Linked DNA regions of Mus musculus: regions 2 and 3 are each linked to region 1. A link is a contact called in public HiChIP or PLAC-seq data. All regions are on one chromosome and are shown on one strand. Each heading gives the region's core, a stretch centred on a gene start, on an enhancer-like site or on the middle of the called end of the contact. The rest is flanking DNA. Distances are from core to core; before and after follow the strand shown.

Evidence for each region. HiChIP or PLAC-seq counts read pairs in DNA pulled down with a chosen protein or histone mark.
Region 2: a contact with region 1 is called in an H3K27ac HiChIP or PLAC-seq map of embryonic stem cells, with 2.6 times the contacts expected there. The contact joins two enhancer-like sites. A contact is called at or near these places in 5 of 39 promoter capture datasets (embryonic stem cells, hematopoietic stem and progenitor cells, liver and 2 more), 1 of 15 datasets of contacts at CTCF or cohesin (large pre-B cells), 6 of 484 Hi-C or Micro-C datasets (the AML12 cell line, the AtT-20 cell line, LSK cells and 3 more), 1 of 115 datasets of contacts at active chromatin or transcription factors (embryonic stem cells) and 3 of 9 other capture datasets (adipose tissue, liver and pancreatic islet).
Region 3: an H3K4me3 HiChIP or PLAC-seq map of embryonic stem cells shows a contact between it and region 1, with 4 times the contacts expected there. The contact joins the promoter of Rfc1 here to the enhancer-like site in region 1. A contact is called at or near these places in 1 of 39 promoter capture datasets (cranial neural crest), 1 of 115 datasets of contacts at active chromatin or transcription factors (embryonic stem cells) and 4 of 9 other capture datasets (adipose tissue, embryonic stem cells, liver and 1 more).

What each region holds. Positions count from the first base shown.
Region 1 is chr5:65,560,092-65,562,791 of GRCm38.p6, reverse strand. The region is part of intron 1 of Ube2k (ubiquitin-conjugating enzyme E2K); the gene reads right to left. Gm40309 (a long non-coding RNA gene) reads right to left here. Exons shown (of 2, transcript XR_868455.3): 2 at 1-2,700. Among named protein-coding and RNA genes, the nearest start is that of Gm40309, 20 kb to the right of the region's middle. Within about 2 kb of position 1,336, at least 35 of the 459 cell types and tissues checked have an H3K27ac peak or open chromatin away from gene starts, as enhancers often do. A contact at or near this core is called in embryonic stem cells and stem cell-derived epiblast-like cells, where this site is marked.
Region 2 is chr5:65,414,386-65,417,085 of GRCm38.p6, reverse strand. Ugdh (UDP-glucose dehydrogenase) reads left to right here. Exons shown (of 12, transcript NM_009466.2): 10 at 1-65; 11 at 151-261. Among named protein-coding and RNA genes, the nearest start is that of Ugdh, 20 kb to the left of the region's middle. RefSeq lists an enhancer at 514-2,111. Within about 2 kb of position 1,290, at least 121 of the 459 cell types and tissues checked have an H3K27ac peak or open chromatin away from gene starts, as enhancers often do. A contact at or near this core is called in embryonic stem cells and stem cell-derived epiblast-like cells, where this site is marked.
Region 3 is chr5:65,334,372-65,337,144 of GRCm38.p6, reverse strand. It overlaps Rfc1 (replication factor C (activator 1) 1), which reads left to right and starts at 1,506. Exons shown (of 25, transcript NM_001347357.1): 1 at 1,506-1,621. The coding sequence starts at 1,619.

The sequences.
Region 1 (2,700 bases), core at 87-2,586:
TGATCCCAAAACTAGGAAGGTGGAAGGAGGAGGATCAGAAATTTAAGATCAGCTACATAGCAAAGCTGAGGCCAGCCTAGACTACATAGACCTTGCCTGAAAAGAAGAAATGCAGGAGGTTGGAGGGACGGGAAAAGGAGGCCAGCCACATGGTTCAATAGATAAAAGGGGTTGTCACCAAATGTGGCAATTTCTAGAACTTACATGGTAGAAGGAAAGAACCAACAACCCCTACACCTGCACTCACATGTGCATATAGACACATGTATACACACACACACACACACACACACACACACACACACACACACACACACACGCGCGCGCGCATGCACGGAGGAAAAACAGTGCAAAATCTAATGCAGTCCTCAGGCTGGGAATAGGTATACTGAGCATGTACTAGGCCCAAGCTCAAATCCCAACTCTATCCTTCATCGACTCCAAAAAGGGTTCTAATACATTTTCAGAGGTGAAAGGAAAACAAAGTGTAAGAAGTAATCCTTAACATATTAATGCTGAGTACAAAGTAGCAACTGATGCTATTACTGTCCTTTCAGTCTCTCTATGTAATGCAGGCCAACCTCAAACCTGTAGAGATCTTTCTGCCTCAGCCTACTGTATGCTGGGATTTTAGGTGTGTGCCACCATATAAATATTTGATATCGAGGATCAAAGCAAGACTTTGCACATGCTAGGGTAAGCATCCACTACCCAGCTTAGACACATTACTAGCTCATAAATAAAGTACTTGTTGTTGTGAATATAGGTTCTTGCATGCACATATGTCTGTGTACCACTTGCTTGTCTGGTGCCCACGGAGGTCAGAGGAGAACCTAAATAAGAAGTTTTCATACACCTTATTTTTATCTATTCGAAAATGAAATTTTAATCCAAATATCCAGCTGAGATCAGTAGTACATATCTGTGGGGTGGTGAGCTGTGCCTGGTCCCCCGGGTCGAGCACAGGTCTGGAACCGGAGCGCCCCCCCCCCCCCCGCCCCCGTGGTGGGCGGAGATTTCCAACAGCAAGGGACAGCAGGAGTTTGGCCACGCCTCCTGGGTATCCCACTGTGCTCGCAGCACACAGCTACAGCAGCAGAGGTAGCTACAGCCTCCCACAGCCCCCCTGCAGAGAGGCATGCTGCATCAATCAAGTACTAGCTGCACCAAGCCCTCCCACATACAAATAAGGTTTCCCCAAACTCAGTCCAAGCCAATAAAAAGCACCTGCTGTCAAACCCTGGATCATCCCCAAAACTGTATATAAGTCCCATGCAGGGAGAGAACTACTCCGTCATCTGAGGCTTTGTCCTAAGAGCTCTAACACTTGGGGAGAGGTCGGCTCTCCCAAAGAGCTGCCTGAGGTCCTGTCGCACTCTCGCTAGTCAGCTTCTCCTCGGCCCAGCCCGACCCGACTCAGTGAAGAATTACTGCATGGCAGAGAAGTGGAGACAACCAGCACAGCAGAAGCAGGGAAGTAACTTCCCCTCCCTGCCTGCATTCGCTTCCCTTCGGGGAACCCTCGCACCAAGCCTGGCCAGAGATCTCCGTGTAAAACCTCTGGTAGCCAGGCCCACACATATGCAAGCACTAAAGATGCAGAAGTATGAGGATCAAGAAGAGTCTGTGAGCTGTTCCTCCCATGCATGGGCTGTTCCTAGAATGTGCTTCTGTGCCCCTCCCAGGTATGGTAAGTAGGAGTAGGTTTACTTCAGGTTACAGGTCCTGCTTCTATTATTCTGATGAGGTTTCCAAGCAGGGTCTGTCCTCATGACAGTATACAGCTTGAACTCACCTGAACTTTGCTCATATGATCTTGCTTAACCCTCAGAATGTAAATTCTATTATGCCCTAAAGAAAGTGATTGCATGTGACTTTAGTCCTCCTCATTTTAGGCTACATTTTCCCATGTTCATGCCACCAACTAGAATGGTAACTCTACCACTGAATTACATCTGTCCAGCCCCAGTAGAAAAAACTGTTAAGATGGGCATGGTAGTTCAAATGTACAATCCCAGTTCTTAGGAAACTCACACAAAAGGAGATTGGGCAGTGAATTCTATGCCAGCCTCCACTACATAATGAGACAGCTGGGCAGTGGTGCTGCATGCCTTTAATCCCAGCAGGTGGGAGGCAGAGGCAGGCGAATTTCTGAGTTCCAGACCAGCCTGGTCTACAGATTGAGTTCCAGGACAGCCTGGGCAATACAGAGAAACACTGTCTTGAACCACCCCCCACCACCACCCCCCAAAAAAAAATCACTACATAATGATAACTTGTCTTAGAGGAAGAGAAAGTGGACCAACAAATTGATGGAAGAGAAAAATTTGATTCTCCATGCCTTGTTTGAAATAAAGATATTTAAAGCTTAGCAGCTACATTTGTTAAATCTCAAAGAAATCTGGAAGAGGTCTTGCCCAGTACCTGTGGCTCTTCCCAGCACTTCTCACATGACCTCCTACCCTAAGCCTCTCCCTCCATGGGGCTGAGCTTCCACTTAGCTATATAACAGCCATTTTGCCTCCATACCTGAATCTCCTGATCTCTTTTTCAGATTGCCCCAAACCACCATCCCTTTCCTCTTTTCTCTCTCACTCCCCACCCCTCCTTTCATGGCCATATTCAGTCCAGAGCCTTTGTACTCTCCCTTAATAAGCCCTCCCTCAACCATACCTAGCAGACACAGTCCTCTCCCAACAT
Region 2 (2,700 bases), core at 41-2,540, 150 kb after region 1:
ACCCATACGAAGCGTGTGATGGCGCCCATGCCCTCGTTATCTGCACTGAGTGGGACATGTTTAAGGTGATGTAGAGGCATTCCAGTGCAAACACAAGTTGGGTCTGTGTCTACATGTGTGTCCTAATTATTCACTGGTACATCTACACAGGAACTGGATTACGAACGGATTCATAAAAAAATGCTGAAGCCAGCCTTTATCTTTGATGGTCGGCGTGTCCTGGATGGGCTCCACAGTGAGCTACAGACCATTGGCTTCCAGGTAATCAGGATTCTAAGCCGGCTGTTTTGCTTGTTTGGTTTGGTCTGGTTATCATTATTTTGTTTTAGTTATTATTGTGTGTGTATATGCATGACTTTGGGTGGGGCATATGTGGAGGTCAGAGGACAACTTTGTAGAGTCAGTTCGCCCACCCCTTCCTTCTCCTGTCACAGGGCTTCGGGCTTGGGCAGAAGTACCTTTACCCTCTGAGCCACCTCAGTGCCCACCCAGACGATCTGTGAACCCATTGATGGGTTTCAAAGCGTCACATTTTCTAAGTTAGCAGTAGGACAGTAAGATAACCAGGACAAGAGGCCTGTTCTCTGCAAAGTCTGGGTTGTTCGTTTGTAACCTAAGGTTGGTGTCCTTTACTTGGCAGTAGAAGGGTATCAGGTGCCTATCATACGGAAACAGTGTGTGCCCTATCGTAAAGGTGAAGAAGACCCACTGTGGTTCCATGGTGCACTCTTGTTATGCACAGCTGAGCTTTACCCCAGTGAAGCCTGGGTGAGGGGTGGGGTTTGACTGTGGGTGGCCTCTGAGGAACTGCTTCACCTGGAACAACACTGTCATCCTCCTGTGAGAATAGCTACCATCCACCTCGCCGGGTACCCAGGCTCGTGGCCGGCCTGGTGTTGCTCCCGTACCTTTCAGACACTCAGCCCTGCCTGTGCCGTGAGAAGTCTGAGGGAACAATGTGGGCCTTAGGAGCCCTGTCTGCATTCGCATTCATTCATGTGGAGCTGGGGAGCTGGCAGAACAGGCCCAGAGCAGAGCATCTGTGTGTCACCGGTCTTTGCTGCACCAGGGCTCTGCAAGTACTAGCGAGTTGTTACTTGCAGCCTCCTGCAGCCGTGTGGACGGCGGAGAGGCTCCTGGCAGAGTAATTTAGGGAAGACGAAGAACAGTTGGTGGAGGAGGGCCGCCGCCGCCAGCATGGCGCCAAACTGAGCTTCAGCACGGCCTTAGCACTGGCTTAGCGGCAGCGCCAGGAAGGCCTTATCTGCTCACCACAAAGACTGGTCTGCTTTCTTTAACCTCTCACTCACTCGCTAGAGGGCCTTTTCTCTGCCGTTTGTTTGTGAGATACGAGGTCTCAGCAGAGTCAGCTGGCAACTCTGTTAACTCCTTGGAAACTCCCCCATCTTACTCTCCTTAGCGAGCAAGTGAGCAGCAGGGCTGCTTTTCCCTGGTTTTGATTTAAACTTTGGAGTGTTGTTTTTTAAATGTTATTTCCAAGACAAATATAGAAAGATAAATATTTTTAAAAGTTTTAGCTGGGTGCATACCTTTAATCCCAGGTCTTGGGAGACAGAGACAGTTGGATCCCTGAGTTTCAGGCCAGCCTGGTCTATCTATGTAGTGAGTTCCAGGACAGCTACAGAAAACCTGTCACAACAACTAACTAACTAACTAACTAACTAACTAACTAACTCAATGCCTGGAGAAATGGCTCTGCTCTTGCACAGGACCCTTCCAGCACCCACATGGTGAGTCACAGACATCTCTAACTCCAGTTCTAGGTAATTAGGGGTCCTCTTCTTGTCTCCAAGGATACCAGCCACATACACAGTGTACATATATATATGCACATATAGGCATATAAAAATGAATGATCCTGGGGCTGGAGAGATGGCTCAGCGGTTAAGAGCACTGACTGCTCTTCCAGAGGTCCTGAGTTCAATTCCCAGCAACCACATGGTGGCTCACAACCATCTGTAATGGGATTAGATGCCCTCTTCTAGTGTGTCTGAGGACAGCAACAGTGTATTCACATACATGAAATAAACAAATAAATATAAAAAAAAAAAAAAGAATGATCCTGAGTTCTTTGAAAACTTAACTCCCCAGTAAGATTTTTTTTTTAATTGAATTCAGCTGGGTTTGGTAGCGCCCTTCTCCACTTGTGCACTTGGGAGGCAGAAGCAGGGTGACCAGGAGTGCAAGGTCACCTCTGCTGCATAGGTAGCTCCAGGCCTGCCTCAAAGATAAAATAGGAAATGGGAGCCCTAACTCAGGGAGAGTATGTAAGTCACTCGGTAAGAAAATAGACTACTGTAAATAAAGCAGGCATCCCTTGTAGTGTGAGTCAGATGAAAGAATTAACTTTTAATTCAAACGAGATATAGAAATAGAATAGTATGTTTATCTCTACTAGAGAAAAGATAAATTTACACTGGTAAGGGGTGGTGTGGACTGGAGAGGTGGCTCGGACTTTAAGAGTACTCACTGCTCTTCAGGAGGCCCTGATTTCAGTTCCTAGTATGTGCACATATAGGCAAACCCTCGTATGTATGTATGTATGTATGTATGATCTACATAGTGAGTTCCAGGACAGCTAGAGAAAACCTGTTACCAAAAAAAAAAAAAAAGATAAGGCAGCTCACAACTGTCTGAGCCCCTCTGGTGTACGGACGTACATGCCAACTACCCGGATAC
Region 3 (2,773 bases), core at 257-2,756, 230 kb after region 1:
TGCAATAGACATCTACTTAAATACAAACTCTTGTATTCCTGAAGGCTTTACTGTCTTTCCCAGTAGATATGGTGTCATAAAATGACAAGACCCAACAAGAAGTGGTTAGAAAAAGATTTCAAAGTTCAAGGCCAAAGTTTGATACTGCCCTCTACACTAAATTCTTTGATAGTCACGTTTTCTCTTAAAGTTATATGCAATTGTTAATTTCTATTCCACAACCAGGTTGCTCATTTACTCATAGGAAACTTGCTGGCCAGGTGTGGGCTACCACCCCTATAATCCCAGCAGTGGGGTGGTGGAGGCAGGCCCACTAGAGTTTCATAGCAAGAGCAGCTTCCAAAGCTTGCTTATCCTAAATCTTTTCTTGTTTTTTTTTTTTTTTTCCCCTGTGTGGGCGTGTCTTGGTTATGTCAAAGATTTGACTATTCTTTAAGAGACTTAATGAAGCTTTAGGAAGGAATTAAGGGGCTAGTTTTCTTCCTTCCTTCCTTCCTGTCTTTCTTTCTTAGATTTATTTATTATATGTAAGTACACTGTAGTTGACCTCAGACACTCCAAAAGAGGGCATCAGATTTCATTACGGATGGTTTTGAGCCACCATGTGGTTGCTGGGATTTGAACTCAGGACCTTTGGAAGAGCAGTCAGTGATCTTAACCGCTGAGCCATCTCTCCAGTCCCGGGGGCTAGTTCTCTTAGCTTGGTAGTTTTAGAGCAAAGACATTGGGGCTGAGGGTTGCCCAGTTGGTTGCATGCATTCACAGTAGCTCTGAGTTTGATCCCTTGCATCGTGTAAAGCAGGAGTGTTGGCATATATCTGAGATTTCAGCGTTTGGGAGGCAGTAGAGAAATCAGAAGTTCAAGGTCATTCTCAGCTACATAAGGAGTTTGGGACCTGGACAAGTCACATGATCTTCTGCCTCAGAAAAACAACCCCCCCAAACAAACAAAATGCCTTTACTGTAAACAGTCCGTTAAATGCAAACATATACCCACGTGATGGAAGGTTCCCTGAAAGTTGTTCTCTGACCACAGCTTGTCATTCCATCTTCAATAGATAAATGTATTAAAAAGTTAAAAAAAATGTCCATTCACTAAGGGTCTGTTAGTTTGAGCCAAAATCAATAGGTCAAACATTAAAAATAAAATAAATCAGTGTAAAGTTTGATGAGAACAGTTGACCTTTGCGGGGCGCATCGAATACACTTCATCCTACCGTGGTGGCAGTAAGAACTTCTGGAAGCGGCTACAGAGCACTGCCCTTGCAGCACGTGCGTGTACTGCAGGAAGGAAGCCACCTGGGAACCCGGCTTAGAGGAAGTCAGCCTCAGATCCCAAATTGGGCGTCTCCCGGCCACGATCGCACGCGCACTCGCCGTCCTACAAGGTAGCAACCCTCCGGTTGCTAGGGCTGTGGTCCTGCACCCAGTGCGCAGCTCCCGCCTCGGGGCGGGGCCGCGGGGAACGCGCGCCTCCGACGTCATCGCCGCGCGCCGCCGCCCGCGCTTCTGCTACTTCGCGGGAGAAGTTGTTGGCGCCAATGGATCCCGAGCCCCGATAACGAATTACCCCAGCCACGGGCCTGCCCACCTGCTCCTGTTCGGTCGTGGGGCTGCGATGGTGAGCCGCCCGGGAGGCCGTGCAGCTACAGAGGCTTTGCAGGCGGGGGTGTGAACGGGGCGCCGCCGCGGTGCGGGATGGGGAGGACGATGCAGAGGGCTCCGAGGGGCCCGGCTTAGGGTGCGGGGCGCACCAGGGACGCAGCTGCAGGGAGGTGGCTGCTACGCGGCAATTTCACATCCCCACCCCCCCGACTCTTGGGGGAAGGGAGGAAGGAAGAAGAAAGTTGATTTGGACGGGGCGTTAAAAGTTACTTTCGTGTACAGCCTTGTCCCAAATCATCTCTGTTGGAGTGCTTCCTAAAGTCCCGACTTCAAGCTTTGCGTGGAAGAATGTCACACTTGGCTTTCGCAGGGAGAAGTTTGCTCGGGCCTTCAGCTTGAATCAGCTTCCTGGAAGCGAGTGTCAGCTGTGACACAAGGAAGTTTATTTGTTTATTTTGTTTAGAATAATTTATAGGAGTTGAGCGGATCCTGGTTTACCAGGAATAAAAACACGGCGAGTACAGACGGATGTTCTGTATTTGACAGCTGTCATCTCTTATCACCTGTTACGATAAGTAGTTTTTTTTTTTTTTAAACCTCAGTTCCAACTTCAATAATTCAATGTAGTGGACATTCAAATAGTTTGAAAGTGAAATTGTTTGAAAGTCCCTGGCATAGGAGACAGATACAAGTTGGAAATAATTTTTAATTTACTGGACCACTGAAGATGTTCAGCTAATCTACAAGATATTTAACAATCACACTTACACACACTTTTATTATTCTTAAGCTTGTCAGAACACCAGCATGCAGGGGAGAAAAGTGTTACACCAAACTGGAAAAAGTTTCAGCTCTCTGTTTTTTATTCTTTGGGGAAAAAAGATAGTGATGGTAGCCACCCAGAGTCGGCCTTTTTATTTTCGGGATAATATGTGAGTTTGCTTTAAATACCGTCTAGAAATTCATCTGAAGTGTTGTTTTGGAAAATATTTATTCTTATTTTAGTTATGTGTATCTGTGTTTGTATATGCACACATAGTTTGTGTATGCACACATATGTTTGAAGGCCCATGGTAGCCAGAAGAGTGTGTCAGATCCTCCAGAGGTGGTGTTACAGGTGGTTTTGAGCTGCTTTCTGTGGGTGTTAGTTCTGGAAGTCAGGGTCTCT